3 separate regions of the Gossypium hirsutum genome follow, and regions 1 and 2 are each linked to region 3. A link is a contact called in public Hi-C data. All regions are on one chromosome and are shown on one strand. The core of a region is the stretch at or near the end of the contact, and the rest is flanking DNA. Distances in the headings are between cores, read along the strand shown. Region 1 holds the start of LOC107903704. Region 2 holds the start of LOC107903703. Region 3 holds the start of LOC107903693.

Region 1 (2,865 bases), core at 118-2,617, 690 kb before region 3:
AGACAACTCGGGTGATCGGAAGGGTGCAGGACCCTCTATGTTGCCCACGTAGAGTCTTTTGAATCTATCACATGTTAGGCCCGAGTGGTAGGTATAACAGAATATAACCTCTAACCATATAAATCTTAAAAAGACTAGAATATAACCATTTCAAACACATATCATATATGATACTCACCCGAATTAACCAAACATAGGTCCTAATTTTAAAGCCAAGGAAAAGCTTTTCCAAATATATTTCCATCAATGAAATATCAGAGGAAGAAGAAGCTGACAAAGGAAGAACTCAACCTAGAATGAGAGCATATTGACTACAGGAACCGCTTCTTATTCCTAAAATGGCTTAAACATTACATATTCTAAGTTTTCCACTTAGTAATTAACCTGCTAGTGATCTTGACTCTGCTAAGTTTGTAGCACTACTATTAATGTAATGAAAACTCAACTTGGAATGAGAACAAATATCTTAGTTATTACTTATTACCCATCAGATGACTTTTAACATTACAATTCTTACATTGTCTCTTATTTAGTTGTCAACCTATAGAAAATCTTGATCACACAAAAGCCAATCAGGATACAATTTAACAAGCCATTATTAGATTCCACTAATATCCAACAAATAAGGAAATAACTATTACCTTCTAAGCTGCTTTGTAACAGTCATGTTACAGATATATGGTGAATTCTTGGGAGGTATAGGTGTAGGAGGAGAAGCATTAGCACCCCTTTTATCAAAGCAAACTTCAACGGTCCCAGCAAGTTCATTTCCTTTTTCTCCACCTTTGTCTCTATAAAACCCAACAAGAGTCACCGCATGTGGCATCACAGCTCTTCTCTCAATCAAATACTGTTTCACCAAAAACCTCAACAAAGCCCCATATCCCAAAGGCATCAACATTGACTCTGCGAATGACTCAGCTAACAACCCAGCAGTCAAATCCATCTCCTCGTTCCTCATTACCCGAACCCACAACGACCCAGATTCCAATTCTTGGAGATAAACAAAAGACTCCAAGGCTTTGAGCTTTTCAAGCTCCTCATTGGACAAAAAACGGCTTCCCCTAAATGGGTCATCTAGAAAGGAGTAGTACTGAGATGGAGTGACAGAGTTGGGGGAGGAAGAAGGGAAAGAACATCTGCAATTGCATTGGTGGAGTCTTTGGAGAGAAAGAAGAGGGTTCCTAGATGAGAGAAAGGGAGGAGTTTTGGTGGGATTAAGGTGAATATGGAAGTGTTGACGTTGGCTAGGATCTAAGTAAAGAAACGGTGAAAGTGCTGCTGCCGCTGCTGCCATAGAAATAGGATAGCTTTGGTTTAAAAACAGGTTTGATTGATGTATTTACGATTTTATTGGTTTTCTTAATTAAAAAAAAAAAACCTTGTAGATTTTGAATTTATTTATTTAATCCTTTGGTTTAAATTAACAGTCACACGCTTCGAAAACAAATTTATGCTTAGTAAAACAAATATGGAAGGGTTAAATTCTGCTATTAGTCCCTGTGCTTTACGAAAGTTGTGCATTTAGTCTTTGTATTTTAATTTGGTCATTTTCAATCCGTATTTTTTAAAATTATAAAATTTCAGCCCTCGCTAAATGATAATTTTTATTTTCATTAAGTTATGCTATTTTTAAAAACTTATTCTGAAAACACATTATTTATGTATAATGCTATATCATCTTTATTATTCTCACATATTACTCGTTGGAAATCTAATTAATAGATTAACGACTATCATTTTCATCTTTCCGTCATGACTGGAATTTCAAGGTTCGAAAAATATATGATTTTAGAATGATCAAATTAGAGAATATGGACTAAATTTACAAGCATACGCATAGTAAAGGACTAATAATTGAATTTAATCAAATGTATTTAACTGCTATTATTTGAGTCAGGGTTAAAATTTTAAATTTTGAAAAAATACAAGAACTAAAATTAATCAAATTAAAATATAATGACTAATTCTATAATTTTTATAAAGTACAAGAACTAATAGTAAAAATTACCCATATGAAATATATCTTGATTTGAAAGGAATAGTAGCTTGATATTTTTTATTCTCTCCTAAGTTTTGATACTTGCTCAAATTTTGCTACTCTCACGTAATTTTTTGGTAATTTCTCATAATTTTTTAGTACTTCAAAATTTTTTATATGTTCTCGTCATTTGTTATTGCTTTCAGGTTGTGGCATGAGAAATTAATTTTTGATGGTAAAAAGACATTATTTTGCATCTTAATAAAATTTATTATATATACTAATAAATACAAAATATTGAAAATTAATAAATAAAGCAAGAGGAATCAATATTTAGTATTCCTCATAATATTTGGTACTTATATTTCCTCATAATTTTTAATTAAACTCTTAATTTTTTTTATGCTTTTAAAATTAAGTTTTGATCTAGAAAATCAATTTTCGATCTAAGAAATATTATTTTTGCATATTGATAAAAATTATTAATTTTACATACTAATAAATTTATTTATATATAAGGATAAATTAACAAATATTGAATATTAAATAAATAACGTAAATTTTTAATATAAACCAAAATTAAAAAATTCTAAAATAATAAATACACCTCATATAATAAATATCAAGAAAAGCTGAAGTGATTAAATGCACTCGATTAAATACAAAAGAACAACTAATTTTCAATATATGTAAACAGAGCTAGGGGTTCGCAGGGCCCAACCTACCTCTTTTATAAATTATAACATTTTATTTAAGTAATAGTAAAATTATATTTTAGTCCTCAAGTTTAATTTAATTTTTTAAAAATTATAAAGATATAAGCTATTAAAATGGTAAAATTATATTTTTACTATCATAAAAATATACAACTTTATTTCGTCCCC
Region 2 (2,772 bases), core at 46-2,545, 610 kb before region 3:
TTCCTAATTTTGAATTTTTTTAATATTTGATTGCTTTTTATGGATTCAAATAATGCAAAATTCAATAATATTCAAAGTTAAATAATATTTAATTACTTCTCAGAGTAGATTCAAAGTGGATAGGAACTATCCTTTGAGTATTCATTATCTGAATGCAACTTTATATTTTATGAATAACAAAACGATATCATAATTTGTTTTATTTAAAAAATTATTTTTGAAATACTTTTTTATTTAATAAATTCATTTTTAATAAATTTAATTATTTTTCAAAAAATGTTATTTAAAATAGATTTAATTTAAATTTAAATTTAAAATGGATAATAAATACTAAAAAAGTCTATTACACATGTATGTGTCAACGAGTTAGAACTTTAGTCTAGCAAACCGCGTGACCTTAAATAATTTCCTACTATTGAAAAATGAGAATTCTCGCAGAAATCTTTTAAGGTACTGAAGCAAAGTGCAAGCAAACTCGAAAGAGAAATAAGCCATGAACGAACAAAAAAGTCACAAGAAAAATAACGTACACCAACTGTTTGACTAAATTCTCTAAAAAATATTCTATTACTTTGAAGGTTTACAACTGAGTGAGTACAAATGAAGGGGAAGATCTTTATTTATAGTTGAACTCTCTCAAATCTAATGGTACAATTGAGTTACATCAACGATCGAGATTAGAGCCCATCTACAAGATGAGAGTATTAAGGGATTTAAACTCTATACATCTTTATTCCTTATGATTTACAATAGTAACTCTAGTTTTACTAGAGTGTTTCATTGGTCACCAATGCTTAAAGTAGATGGGTTTCTCCATATATACCAATGAGTTAAGCCAATTCAATCGGGTCAAATGAGCCCCATTGAATTAGCTGACCTCCATGAGTTTCTCCATATCTACCATTACTAGAGTGTTTCGCATACAATATATAATGAAACGTATGATTTGAAACTAATTAATCATAATAACGCATGAAATATGTACGATATTAAAATAAATAAATTAGAATAAATTGTAAGTAATACGAAATTTAAACACAAATACATCATATTAACAATATTAAATACACTACAATTTTGTTATCATGATGTTGTATAAAGTTGATAGAGATAACAAATTATGCATATTAACATAAAAATGAATAAAACATATTAAAATAAAACTTTAGTTGAGTGATCTAATTAGTATGAGCTCAAAACCTACCCTATGCATGTTTTTATTATTTTTAAAAATAAAAAAAATTAAAATACTCTCGAATAATATAATTTATTTTAAATAGAAAAATTTAATTTTGTAATAGATATTTATATTTTAAAATGCATATTAAAATTTACCATTCCTAAATTAAAAGAAAAAGGAAATACAAAGGCAGGGTAATTCCTGAGGCGGAGGAGCATAAAAAAGTATAATATGGCGGATAAGGCGGTGGGTTGTCAAATCATTGTCCAGCCAAAGGAACTCCCTCTCACTCACACGCATGCTCACTTGTATTATAATTACTGTAACACAAATTATAATTATGACTTTTAACACTTTGACCCCAACTCCTCACATTTCTCCACGTGTAGCTCATGCCGGCTTTCCATAAAATAATTATAAAATCCTGGTTGTAAATTTTGTGTTGCCGTTTTGGATGTGAATAGTGAGAGGCAAGGCAAGGGTATATAATAAGTTAGTTGGGAAATGAGGAAAGGCCTGCTTGTGCTTGGTTGAGTTGAGTGAGCCTCTTTGTGTAGGGTCGTATTAGAAAGAGACTGCTGCTTACTTAACCTCCTCTTCCCTTCCTTTCCTTATCTTCTTCTTCCTTTTTCAGAATTCATGGGGAATTGCCAAGCCATCGATGCGGCGGCCTTGGTCATTCAGCATCCCTCCGGGAGGCTTGAGAGGTTATATTGGCCCATTCCCGTTAGTGAAGTTATGAAAATGAATCCCGGTCATTACGTTTCTCTCATCATTCCCTTGCCTGTTTCCCAAGAGGAGGAAGCCAACCATCATCAAGATCGAGATACAGTGCGTTTCACCCGTGTTAAGCTCCTCCGCCCCACCGATACTCTTACCCTCGGCCACGCTTATCGCCTTATCACTTCTCAAGGTCTTCTTCACTTTCTTTATTTGCAAGGTTGTCTTTCTTTTATATTGATTTCTCAACTTTCTCTTGTTTCCTGTCCCTGCAGAGGTCATGAAGTTCATGAGAGCCAAGAAATATGCAAAAACCAAAAGGGAATCCATGAAAAAATTGCAGCACCATGGACAAGACAACCTAACTTCAGGAGGAAAGTCTGACGCACACATCACCAACCAAGTATGGCTCTCACTTATCTTTCATATATGTTCTTCCCAACTAAGCAATCTGTGAATATGGGTCCTCAAACACCAGTTACTCGCCATGGGGAACTATAAGCAAAGTATGATAATCATATTGGAAGGATATCATAAATTGATTGTTAAAGTTTCCATCTGCATTAAGATTAGATATAAACTTAACCAGTTTGGAAAACTTTTCATGTTTCATTTGAATCTTTCTTTCTCATTCAATCCTAAAAACTTAGGCGCTTATGTTCTAAACTTTCCAGGAACTAAAGAATGAAAGACAAATCTCACGGACATCATCTGTGAACGCTGCTTCAATGAGGTCAAAATCATGGCGGCCATCATTACAGAGCATCTCTGAGGCTGTAGGCTAATAGTTTTGTTTTCAAGTTTCTTTTCTTAAGTGCAGATTGGTTTTAGGAATGGCAATGAACTGCCTCTTTTGTTCAATGAAACCCCAA
Region 3 (2,700 bases), core at 36-2,535:
AAACAAGTTTTCAGCAATACTCAAAGACCAACTTAATCGAAACATACATATTCCAATTCAGCAGCTTCTTCCCAAGAATCAAATTTCAATGTGTGCTCTCGAGCAGAAAAGTAGTAATCCCAAGTAATCCTATAAGGTGTTGCAAAGACATAAAGATCCATACAAGTCCAGCTGTGCGCTTCAGATGTCTGTAAAAGAAAATTTTTACAGTTCAAGCGAAAATCAGAAAGCCAAAATTAACCATAGTATGTAAAATAATCACCCTCGTCTCTGAACCAAGACTAAAGAGAAGAGATACCGACCAGAATTTCAATTTGGGGTTTTTAGTCTACTAAGGAAAATTAAAGGATTTCAAGTTTAAATAAACAACTTAAAGTTGCTAAAACTTATTCAAATACCAGCACCTATAGTCTACTAAACATAAACAAGTAGCCTTAAATAAACTCCATAACTCATAACTAGGAAGAAACACAAAGGAAATTGATTCAAGTGAATATTCTAAAGCAACTAAACTAAATGTAATTAAACTCAAACAACAACAATAAACTGAGGATTAATGACACGAAAATAAGTAACTAACTTGTCAATAAAGAGGCTTCAATTACAGCCACGGTCATAATGATCAACAGGTCAAAAATACGAACCGTGAGGTGAAGCACACCACCGCCCAATCCCGAATCGTCGCGATCGCTATTGGTGAACTCGAGACGAGCCTCGTTTCCATGAAAGCAAGATCCTTTCCAATCAATTGAGCCATTGTTCGGGGTCACGGAGCCGACAAAAGCCGGCAACAAGTCAACGGCGGAATGAAGAGTGTTCAAGACCGGCCAAGATACCTGGTGCGGAAGCACCGGGAGAACATCACTGACCCTAAAGGGGACTTTGAAAGCTTGACCGAAATCAACGCCAAACCCTAACCCTAAAACACAGAAAAATAAGGATAAGAGGAAAGGATTGAAGAATCGAGGCATGGGAAAGAAAGAAGGGATGATGGGGATGGGGTTGGGGTTGGGGTTGGGATTGGGATTGGGATTGGGATTGAGGATGGCAGAGAGATAGAGAGATGAAATTTGCCCTAAAATTTGAGAGCCATTAGAGTTGGATATTGAGGGAGAAAGGTCCGTTTTGGTGGTTGGGGGAATTATTGAGGTAGCATTTTAACTTTGACTTTTGTTTTGGTTGACGACGATGAGGAATAAGGAGAAACGGGATCCGTTTCGTTTTACCCACGGTTTTACGCTAACGTGGCGAAAGGATATAAGAACCTTTACAAACAATAACAAAATATCCTAAATCGATTTCCAAACGGAATTTTCATTATTTGTTTTTTTCTTCTTTTTGCCGTTTCCTATTTCCAGCCTGAAAATACGAATTTTGAGCATTATCTCAACTTTTCTTTATACTATTTTTTATAATTAATTGCAATTAGATTGATTTTATTTATTAATAAAAAACATATTAGGATAATTTTTTATTTATGAAAATATGAATATCATTATCAAAAATCTATGCTTACATAAAAAGTCTTAAGTGTAATGAGTGAAAGGTTAAGATAGGTCGAGTAACTTGTCCAAGTCCGAAGATTTTTTCGAAAAGTTAAGAGGTAGGTTTGAAAAATTAGTTTGACAAAAAAAAAAGCTCATTTCTAAATGCGACAGATCTCGAGCAAAATTTTTTGGCTCAAATCCGACCCCATTCGAATCACATGGATATATTTTTTGTAATTTTAATTTGTTGAAAAAGATTTATTTTAATATTTTTAAAATTTTTAGTGTTTTATATTTTTTTAATTTCATTTTTATATAAAAAAATTATTACGGTCGGATCGGGTCGAGTCGAATTCGGATTTAACATTTTTAATATAAATCGGATATAAATAAAATTTTAAGCTTATTTTTTAGACCGAATCTATTGAACTTAGACCTAAAAAATAAGCCTAAAATTTTGCATCAACCCTAGTTAGAATCATAATTATTAAACCAAAAACTAGTACTACCGCCATTCCTAAGTCCTTGGTTTTACTAGAGTCAATATGTTTGGCTTTCATTCCCTTCAATTTGTTCTGATATCCCAATTAACTTTGCAAATATTGTTTGGTAATTTGTATTGATTGTGTCAATATCTTATTGCCTGAAAAAAAAAAGATTTATTGAGATTTAGGAGGCCGGACTAGTAGATGAAGATGGGTTCAATCACATTGACTCGTTTCTTGAAATACCCAAACTGAAATCCATATGACTATTCCATCTTCCCCAGCGCATTAGGGTCCGTGCAAACCTATTAGCCTCCCATCTGTACCTAATTTTCCAAGAAACCATTCATTCGATGAAATCCAAGAAAGGAAATGCTTTGAATTAGAAAAGCTCTGATTTTCTTCAATTTTCCTTTTCACCCAAGAAAAGCTGCAGGAAATTGAAATTCAGAAATCCGAGAAAAATTCAAAGGGAAACTAAGGAGGTAGGGTTATTCATCTCTCGCTCAGTTCGATTATGTACAACAAACAAATATAAATCACGAAAATCACCATTGTTTCTAGAAGTGAAAAAATGAGAAATCAAAACAAATAACTGGGGTATTCAAAGAAATTGGCAAAAGCAGAAGGAAAAGATTGGTGTTTGATTAAATTCCCTTTGTAAAGATCATAGGATTCCCAAATATGATCAAGAGGGCATGGGCTTCCACCATCCAGTCGAACCCATG

The links. Hi-C and Micro-C count contacts between places; a contact is called where the count stands out from the background.
Region 1: a Hi-C map of leaf shows a contact between it and region 3, with 2.1 times the contacts expected there. The contact joins the promoter of LOC107903704 here to the promoter of LOC107903693 in region 3. A contact is called at or near these places in 2 of 34 Hi-C or Micro-C datasets (both in leaf).
Region 2: a Hi-C map of leaf shows a contact between it and region 3, with 2.2 times the contacts expected there. The contact joins the promoter of LOC107903703 here to the promoter of LOC107903693 in region 3. A contact is called at or near these places in 2 of 34 Hi-C or Micro-C datasets (both in leaf).

Annotation. Positions count from the first base shown.
Region 1 is chrD05:47,311,016-47,313,880 of Gossypium_hirsutum_v2.1, forward strand. It overlaps LOC107903704, which reads right to left and starts at 1,368. Exons shown (of 2, transcript XM_016829846.2): 1 at 642-1,368. The coding sequence starts at 1,297.
Region 2 is chrD05:47,399,519-47,402,290 of Gossypium_hirsutum_v2.1, forward strand. LOC107903703 reads left to right here and starts at 1,296. Exons shown (of 3, transcript XM_016829844.2): 1 at 1,296-2,093; 2 at 2,176-2,303; 3 at 2,575-2,772. The coding sequence starts at 1,820. The coding sequence ends at 2,685.
Region 3 is chrD05:48,005,772-48,008,471 of Gossypium_hirsutum_v2.1, forward strand. It overlaps LOC107903693, which reads right to left and starts at 1,286. Exons shown (of 7, transcript XM_016829836.2): 1 at 645-1,286; 2 at 48-188. The coding sequence starts at 971. LOC107903691 (probable galacturonosyltransferase-like 9) reads right to left here. Exons shown (of 1, transcript XM_016829835.2): 1 at 2,419-2,700. The coding sequence ends at 2,555.